Linked DNA regions of Mus musculus: all the other regions are linked to region 2. A link is a contact called in public Hi-C data. All regions are on one chromosome and are shown on one strand. The core of a region is the stretch at or near the end of the contact, and the rest is flanking DNA. Distances in the headings are between cores, read along the strand shown. Region 1 holds the start of Akirin1 (akirin 1). Region 2 holds the start of Smim12 (small integral membrane protein 12). Region 3 holds the start of Mycbp (MYC binding protein).

Evidence for each region. A called contact is a pair of places that touch in the nucleus more often than the background predicts.
Region 1: a contact with region 2 is called in a Hi-C map of CD8 T cells, with 5 times the contacts expected there. The contact joins the promoter of Akirin1 here to the promoter of Smim12 in region 2. A contact is called at or near these places in 2 of 484 Hi-C or Micro-C datasets (CD4 T cells and CD8 T cells).
Region 3: a contact with region 2 is called in a Hi-C map of CD8 T cells, with 4 times the contacts expected there. The contact joins the promoter of Mycbp here to the promoter of Smim12 in region 2. A contact is called at or near these places in 2 of 484 Hi-C or Micro-C datasets (CD4 T cells and CD8 T cells).

The regions. Positions count from the first base shown.
Region 1 is chr4:123,748,924-123,751,623 of GRCm38.p6, reverse strand. Akirin1 (akirin 1) reads left to right here and starts at 1,325. Exons shown (of 5, transcript NM_023423.3): 1 at 1,325-1,676. The coding sequence starts at 1,460.
Region 2 is chr4:127,242,502-127,245,201 of GRCm38.p6, reverse strand. Smim12 (small integral membrane protein 12) reads right to left here and starts at 1,418. Exons shown (of 2, transcript NM_030252.2): 1 at 1,304-1,418.
Region 3 is chr4:123,903,630-123,906,329 of GRCm38.p6, reverse strand. It overlaps Mycbp (MYC binding protein), which reads right to left and starts at 1,317. Exons shown (of 5, transcript NM_019660.3): 1 at 1,243-1,317; 2 at 1,024-1,096. The coding sequence starts at 1,257. It also overlaps D130007C19Rik.

The sequences.
Region 1 (2,700 bases), core at 76-2,575, 3.5 Mb after region 2:
CCACGTTACATCTATATTGACAATAAATGTGCTAAAATAAACTTAACATGGGTAATGTGCCTAGGGAGGCTTGAATCCCAATATGGCAAAACAAACAGAAAACCAGCAATTTGGTATGCTGTGCTGTCTTATATTTTACAGAAATAAATGTGAAAGTATATGACCTATGTTATGATCTTTAAAGAGTTTGTAGAAACGGAAGAGGACTCAGAGAAAAGCAACCAAAACGAACAGGAGGAGAAGGAAGAAGAGGCGGAGAAGGAGGAGGAAGATTGGAGATAGTATGCCTTTATTGTCTAACCCCAAGTGTGTTGAAGTACTGTGACAGCCATCTTGGCAATTAGAAATGAGTATCTAAAATTTGGACTGTTCTAGAAAAATCTGTTACAGAGATAATGTTAAAGCCAGATTACAGGAATCACAGCCACTAATATACAAATAATTACAGAAAGGCTTTGAATGTGGAGGTGTTGTTCTGATGACTCTATTGATGTATTTGAAAGCACTGGAGTTACTCCCCAGGAAAATTACAACCAGAGTTCCCTAAAGCAGAACCTCCCTGTTTTCTATTCATTTGCTGAATATCAAAAGCATTTTCCAGCCAACAGTACGGCAGAGAATCTCGATTGACCCGAGGAAGAACCAGTCTGAGTTGCCAAGTCGGATGAGGAAGCCAACTGCCAAATCAGCTATCAGGGGAAGTTCCTAACACCCTGGTATCACTTGGTTAGACAGTTTAAGCCAGTGAGTTTTCTGGTAGGATTGTTTTTTGTTTTTTTTTTTTTCCTTTTAATCCTTTTTTGCGTAACACATATCCATTTAGTGATCCGATTAATGGCCGGGTCATCTATCCCCAAAATACATTCATTTGTAACACACCTCCCCTTCCAATTTTGCCCATGATTGCACAGGGTTCGTGGATTAAATAAAGTCTATCCTTAGATAACCCGGTTATGTTTGTGAAGATTTCCTGGGACTCAAGACAAAATCCTTTGATAACCCTTTAGAATCACCTCTTTTATCGGTCACGCGGCCAAGGGAACCCCGGTCTCCCAGGGTCTCTCCCATCCCCCGCCCCCGAGGCCCCTGCCGCGCAGGTGCGAAAGACCTCCCAGGCCACTCCGGCAGAGAGCGTGAAGGGGGGGGCCCTGGGAGGGGCGGGGGCGGGGGTGTTGCTAGGCGACCACGCTCTCCGCCCAGACCGGCCTACTTCTTCCGCAGGGGGCGCCATGGGCCGAGCCCAGGCTCGCGGGCCTCCCGGATCGGCCCTTTTCCGACTTCTTCCCCTCTGCCGGGCGGTGGCGCACGCCCGTGACGTCACAGGAGGCGGGGCCAGCGCGGCTGCCGGGTGCCGGAGGCGCCATTGGAGCCGGCTTGGCTTGGGAGCCGTAGCTGAAGAGTTGGATCCAGGGCAGTCCTTGCTGCCGCGTCTGCGTCTGGTCTCTGGCCCTTCCGCGGGATGGCGTGCGGGGCGACACTGAAGCGGCCCATGGAGTTCGAGGCGGCGCTGCTGAGCCCCGGTTCCCCGAAGCGGCGACGCTGCGCCCCTCTGCCCGGCCCCACTCCGGGCCTCAGGCCCCCGGACGCCGAGCCGCCGCCGCTTCAGATGCAGACGCCGCCGGCGAGCCTCCAGCAGCCTGCCCCACCCGGCAGCGAGCGTCGTCTTCCAACTCCCGGTAACCTGCGCTGCTGCTGCGGACTTGGCAGGAAGCCAGGCCCGGGCGTGGGGGGCGGGGAGGGTGCGGGGGTCGTGGACACCGGCCGAGATCACCTCCGCACCCCATATCGGCCTTGGGAGAAAAAGGAACTGGGGTGCTGCTGGGCCCGGTTGCTTCCGGGGACGAGAGACATCCGGGAAGGGCAGTGACCCCACAGTGTCGGTTTTCGGGTTTCCTGGAGCTGGAGAGTCTGAGGGGTGGGCACCAAAATGAGGTGGGGATACCCCAGACCGCCGAAGGCTCTTGGTGTCCCTGAAGCCCCTCCTGCCTCCGCTTGTGCGGAACCTCCCGGGAGATCCAGTGGGCCATGGAAAATTGGATTCTGCTCACGAACCCAGCCATGAGTGGGGCGGGAGACGGATAGAGGGGAAGGGGCGTGAGCGTATGTAGCGCCGCAAGGTGCTTTTAGGAAGACTTGATTTCTAGAATTCTTTAGGGAGCAGAAGCCATGGAATGCAATTTCAACCAGACTATTTCTTAAGAGACGGACTGACCTTGTTTTATCGTGTGGCTATTGTCTTGTTTCGGGTATGGCTTGAAGTGGGTAGTTGGTTGGCTAGTATTTGAGAATCCTTAAGTATACAGAGATTCTGTACTCAAAATTCAAATATCTAATACAGTGACTCGACTTGAGTAAGGCACTTCGTTTTAGACAAGGCAAAAAGAAGGACTCATGGGGCAGTAAAGATGCCTATCATATTGCAGTAGGAGGAGGGAACGCGCTTCAGCACCCATATTCAGCAAATTAGAGGGATCCCAGAAATAATCCCTCAAAAGTGGATTTGGCCAAGTTGTTTCTTTGTTTTCTTCTTATTGTTGTTCCTCAAGCATTAGGAAAACCTGCAGTCCCTTTAAATCATTTTTCCCCCTTACATCTTGCAGTCTCTAGTGCCTCTAGTTTTCATTTCCTCCTTCCTGTGCTTAGCCCCTCAAGGATACTGCTGCCACCAGCAGTCCTCTCGAGCTTTACCTGTGTTCACGT
Region 2 (2,700 bases), core at 169-2,668:
AACTCAATCCTCCATTCTATTTTTAACTCAGTACTTCGTTCTATTTTCTGTTTTAAGTTTTGGGGTTTGTTTGGTCAGCTGGTTTTGGTTTTTTGAGATAGGGTTTCCCTGTGTAGCCCTGCCATTCAGATTCCTTCTGTAGACCAGGCTGGCCTCAAACTCAGAGACTGGACTGGCCTGCCTCTGCCTCCTTAGTGCCAAGATTAAAGACATGTGCCACCACCGTTGGGCTTGTTTTTATTTTTAAGACAGGTTCTCATGGCACCCAGCCTGGCCTCAAACCCTCAAAGTAGCTAAGGATAACTTTGATCTGCCGACGCTCCTGTTTCCAGTGCCAAGTGCTTGTGATCACAGGTCCACACCAAGTGCAAGTCCTTTATACAATTCCTGGGTAGAGACTCTCAATTTTCCAATTTGTCTTAGGGCGGGCATATCAAGCACCAGTCTATGAGTATTACTCTTGTACATAGAAAGCCCAAGTTCTATGTGCTCTTGTCCGAATTCCAGTCATCCATGTATACAACACAACCTTCTCTTCGGTAAGCTATGTGGGCCTACCCTACCTGTCTACAGCTCTCAAAACACCCTGGAGCTCCACAAGGTTAAGAACTAAGGATGTCCGGATCGTCCTATGCTCTGTGCCTCTTCCCACCCTTGCTATCCTCCCTAGCAAAGAGCTAAAAAAGTTTGTTGGTCGAATGAATGACAGGCAGCATAAACATGTTGCTTTGTTTATGGAAGACTACAGCAGCCTTCCACCCGCACTCACAAAGGGGTATAGGGATATGATCATAAGCAGCTAGACTTCATGAAGTCATCCCGAAGGTATCAAAATGTAAGTAGCACAAGTGTTTCCCAAATACTGCAACGCCTATTTCCAGCCCGACACGCAGGGGCGCCAGCCAAAGGCTCCAGGTACAGGTCAACCGGGCCGCCAGGAAACCTGTCCCAGTGCCTGAGCCCACCGGAAGCTCTCCAAATGAGAGCAGTCGTAGGAGGTCCGAGAAGGTGAAACCATCAGCCTTGACAGCCAGCCAAGTTGGGATGGGAGCGCCAGTGAGGTTCGGGTCATCAGCTCCTGTTCCCTGTCCAGTCACGCCACACGCGTGGCTTCGTCACCCTTCGGCCTGCAGGGGCCTGAGGCGGACGAGATCTGACCACAGTCCACACTCGGCCACCAAAAGCTGGCCGAGGCCGAGCGGGTCACGGAAACCATCGCTCCCTCAACTAGGAGGAGCCGTTCCCGTGGGACTGGGGGCCAGCGATCCTGGGAAGCGAAGTGCCCTCAGCCCTGGGAACTCACCTGCGGTCCAGCCCGCACACCCCGGACAGGTCCCGCGCTGCGCCCGCTAGCCGGGAGCAACAGGGACGCCGAGGTTCCCAGTGGCCCGCGGGGCGCGCCCGAGGCCCCGCCCACTGGCATCTCTCGGAGAGCAGCGATTGGCTGAGCTCCAGCCAGCTACAGAAGAAAGGAAGCCAGGCACCCGACCCTGCGTTGGACTAAACGCAGAATAGTATAGCGCCCCCTGACGGCTCGGAGGCTCCCCTGTGACGTTGCCACATGCTTGTGAAGAAGAAAAAAGAATAGTCAGCTTTCATTGATCCAAATGAAGTTCATTAGGTGTCTTCCGAGACTTACCTAGGTCGGATATTACTGAAACCGAAAACCCAACCCCTGACCTCCAGAAGCTCCCGTAGCAGAGAATAACCTAGTACTTTCAATCTTCTTGGGATCTGTGCTTTCAGGCTGTGTGTCCTTGGGAACATCATTAATTAATCTGAGCCTCAATTCTTCTGCATAGCGTTAAAACCTTCCATTTCAGCAGGGATGTTGCAAGGGTTAGATAACATCTTGTTTGTAAAATACTGTGCCAGGCACACATCTCGCAGGGAACTAGATTGTAGCGTTAGTGAGTCTACAAATTGCTGAAAGTACCAAGACCCTCTGATCGCAAGTACTCACTCTCCTTCCTCCATGTTTCCCCTGTCCCTGAGCGGAATTATACTTATCACATATAAGAAAAAGCCTCACACCCCAAGCTCTCTAATGGACTACCATAGTCCTGCCTTCTCAACCTGCCCACACTGCTCTCAACCTGACCAGTCTCCTTCCCACTAATAGCATGCTAAAAATCAACGTTTGAAGCCTGTGTGTCCATGTTCTTTCATCTACCTGGAGTGCTCTACCCAGCTTCCCTTAAGTCTACCCAGCTTCCCTTAAGTTAGCAGTGAGCCATTTCTCAAGGTCACGGGTACTCTCACAGGAAGCGTCTTCAAGACTGTACTGTCAAGTTAGAGATTCTTCCTCTTTTAGATCAAAGAGCCCAAAGCTAAGCCTGACAGCGAAGATGGGGAGGAAGAAGCTGCCAGAAATTAGCAACCGTGATTATCAGACCTTGATTACTTGTGCATTGAATCTGTGGGAAGAGATCAGAACAGTCTAGAACACAGGCTGGCATTTAGCCATTCTACAAGCTAGACATTGGCGATACAAATGGGGACTGCCCTCCGTAGTTTCCTGGATGGAGAAGAAACAGGAAGACCCACACAGTGTCATAACAGAGGACACTGTCCGTCCATACAAGAAGAATGAGTGGAGGTTCCCTGGAAGGACAGATCCCTAAGCTGGATCTTAATAGTGACTAGAAGTTCCCTCCAGCAGACCTGGGTAAGCACAGAATCCCCAGCTAAAGTGGAAAT
Region 3 (2,700 bases), core at 68-2,567, 3.3 Mb after region 2:
CTTGGTGCCCAGAACACACGGCTGGAGTAAAATCATTACATGAAAGAAACATGAGGGGTTTTTTTTAACAGAATTCCAAGCCATCTGTGACACTTCTGATGCCACAAACTACAGTGGTCTCACAGAGTAGTTCCTTATACTTTTGCTCACATTGACTTCCGATGACATAAGGAAATGAGTAGTAATTCTAACTTGTCAGTTCATCCATGTAAGAGAATTAAAAGCCCTGCTTTCTTCTAAGTTCTCCCAAATTTTCCCCTAGCTTTTGTTCCCTAAAAAGCAGATACAAATTATTTCCCAGACACTTCCTATTCTCAAAAGGACCAAGTTTTCAATCCCTGCCAGCCATTCCATTCTATTCCCTTGAAAACACCAAGCAATGTTGAGTTCTTACCATGTAGAAGGCATTCAATATACTGTTAAGGCCAGTTAGCTTTATTCTATGATTCCAACCACCATACTCTCTAGCCTTACACCCAGAAAGGAAGGGATACACTTTACGCTTCCATTGTTTTAAAGTAAAGAATATAGCTGTTTTTATGTGCTCTGAAGCACTTTTCAAATTGTAATTCCACTTTAATTATGATATCTACACAAAGTAGGAATTACTATAGGCTAAAAGAGTTGAAAAGCCACAGCCCAAACTGTCTATGAATCTCCAGCTTCGGGGACTAGAGCCATTTAATAACCCACTTTCAAATCCAGTCATTTTCTTAGTTGCCTTTGTCCAAAAGAAAAATTTGTAAAATCCCGCACACTATACGGCAGGGAGCAACTGGGATCTCAAGGTCTTGCTAACGTGTCCACTGCGGCTGCTCGCGGGAAAGCAACGGAAGTTGGAGAGACTTTGCAACAGCTGCAAGAGTTTCAGTCCGGGGCAGAGAGCGACCACCGGGGCGAGGCGAAGTCCCGCGGCCGGCGTGCGCCCGACCCACGGGACCCCAAGGCCTCGCTGCTCCCGGGGCGGGCCCCACCTGGCCAAGAGCGCGCGGACGTGGGCTGCAGCCGCCCGCCTCGGCTCACCTTTCGTCAGCGTGTCCAGCACCCCCGACTTCTCCAAGTACCTCCGGAACTGCTCGCGCTTCGAGTCGGCGGCCTGAGGAGACACGGCGGGTCAGGGACCGGAGCCCGGGGCCGGAGCAGGAAGACGGCGCGCCCCGCCGCCGGCCCCAAGCCCTGCACACGCCCCAACTCCCACCCGGCGCCGCCCGCACGCCCCGAGCCACGCCGCGCCCCCCTCACTTTGTAATGGGCCATAGTGACAGCCACAGCGGCGTAGCTGGCGCCGGAGACACGGGCAGGCGGGCTCCAAGCCTCACTGCTCATGCGCGGAACGGCGCGCGCGTCTGCGCACTGGGCAGGCACGGGCCGGGGCCACCGGGGTGTGGCCTGTTTTCATGGCGACCGGGACGCTGTGTATCCCTGTCTCCTCGGAGCCTAGAGAGGCTGCGTGAGCCCGCCCTCCGCGGTTCCGGGCAGTCTCGCGTCTTCCTGTTCCGGTTGCCGCGGCGATTCGGTTGCCTAGCAAGAGGCGAGGTTTAGGTAAAGCCAGGCGAACGACCTGTGGGGCCCTGGATGGGTGTGGCCAGGAGTTAGAGGCTCCTGATGTAGTATCTCCCCACGTGTTAGTGGGCGCGCACTCCTTGTCATTTGGGTCTTTGGTGAGGAACAGACCAATGCCGTGTTTCTTGGCTCAGAAAAATACCCAGCACCAGGAAAAAGTTCAAGGTCACCCTCAGCTAAATAAAGAATCTCTTTTGGGCTTGTTCAGGGCTTGCTTGTAATCATTAAGCCCCGTGATATTTGCAGATAACTGCTGGCTGGTAGAAAACTTATCTCTACAGCAATGTTGGATTAGGGCAATGACCTCTGAAGTGGTTCTTTTCTCTGCCTTTGTCATTAGTTTCCTTTTTTTTTTTTTTATACCCCCTTAGTGGTTAACATTAAGTTCTTTTCCATATATATTATGCGTGTTTTTATGTTGAAAATAATTATAGGTAGTACTAAGTGTGTATGTCTCTCTAAGGAGATTTCTAAGTGCAGAAGAGGGCCCTTTAATGAATTTGTAGTTGTGCCTGCTACTTGGCTAGATTTTGTTTTGATCTCTCTATATAGAAGTCATTCTATTCACTAGGCGCTGGTGGCACACGAATTTAATCTCAGTGCAAGAAAAGTGGAGACCATCCTGAGTTCGAAGCCATTCTGGTCCAAGATGGTCAGGGCTACACAGAAACCCTGTCTCCAAAACAAAGAATTCATTGTAGTCTTGTTTTAATGTAAGGCCCTACCCCCACCTTATCTTTTTGAAATCCAGTGGATTTTTTTTTTTCCAGGAGTTGGGGAAGAGTATTCATGCCGTGGTGCAGTTGGAGATCGGAAGACTCATAGGACTTGCTCTCCTTCCACCGTTAGTCTCAGTAATTGCATTAAGGTTGTCAGGCTTGACAACGAGTGCCTTTACCACCAAGTCATCTTACTGCTCCCTAGCTGCAAAGTTTCTAGACTATCTAAGAAAAGCAAAACGATGGCTCTATGTTGCACAAATAATGAAAATACTGTCTTTTCTGTTGGTCTTGAGAAAAAAACATATTTGGTTATGAGAAGCCACAGAACTTAAACTCATGTTGAAAGAACTTATGAACCCAGCTTCAACCACAAACTGAATGAAAAAGTGCAAAGCAGAGTCCCCTGGTGGGTGGT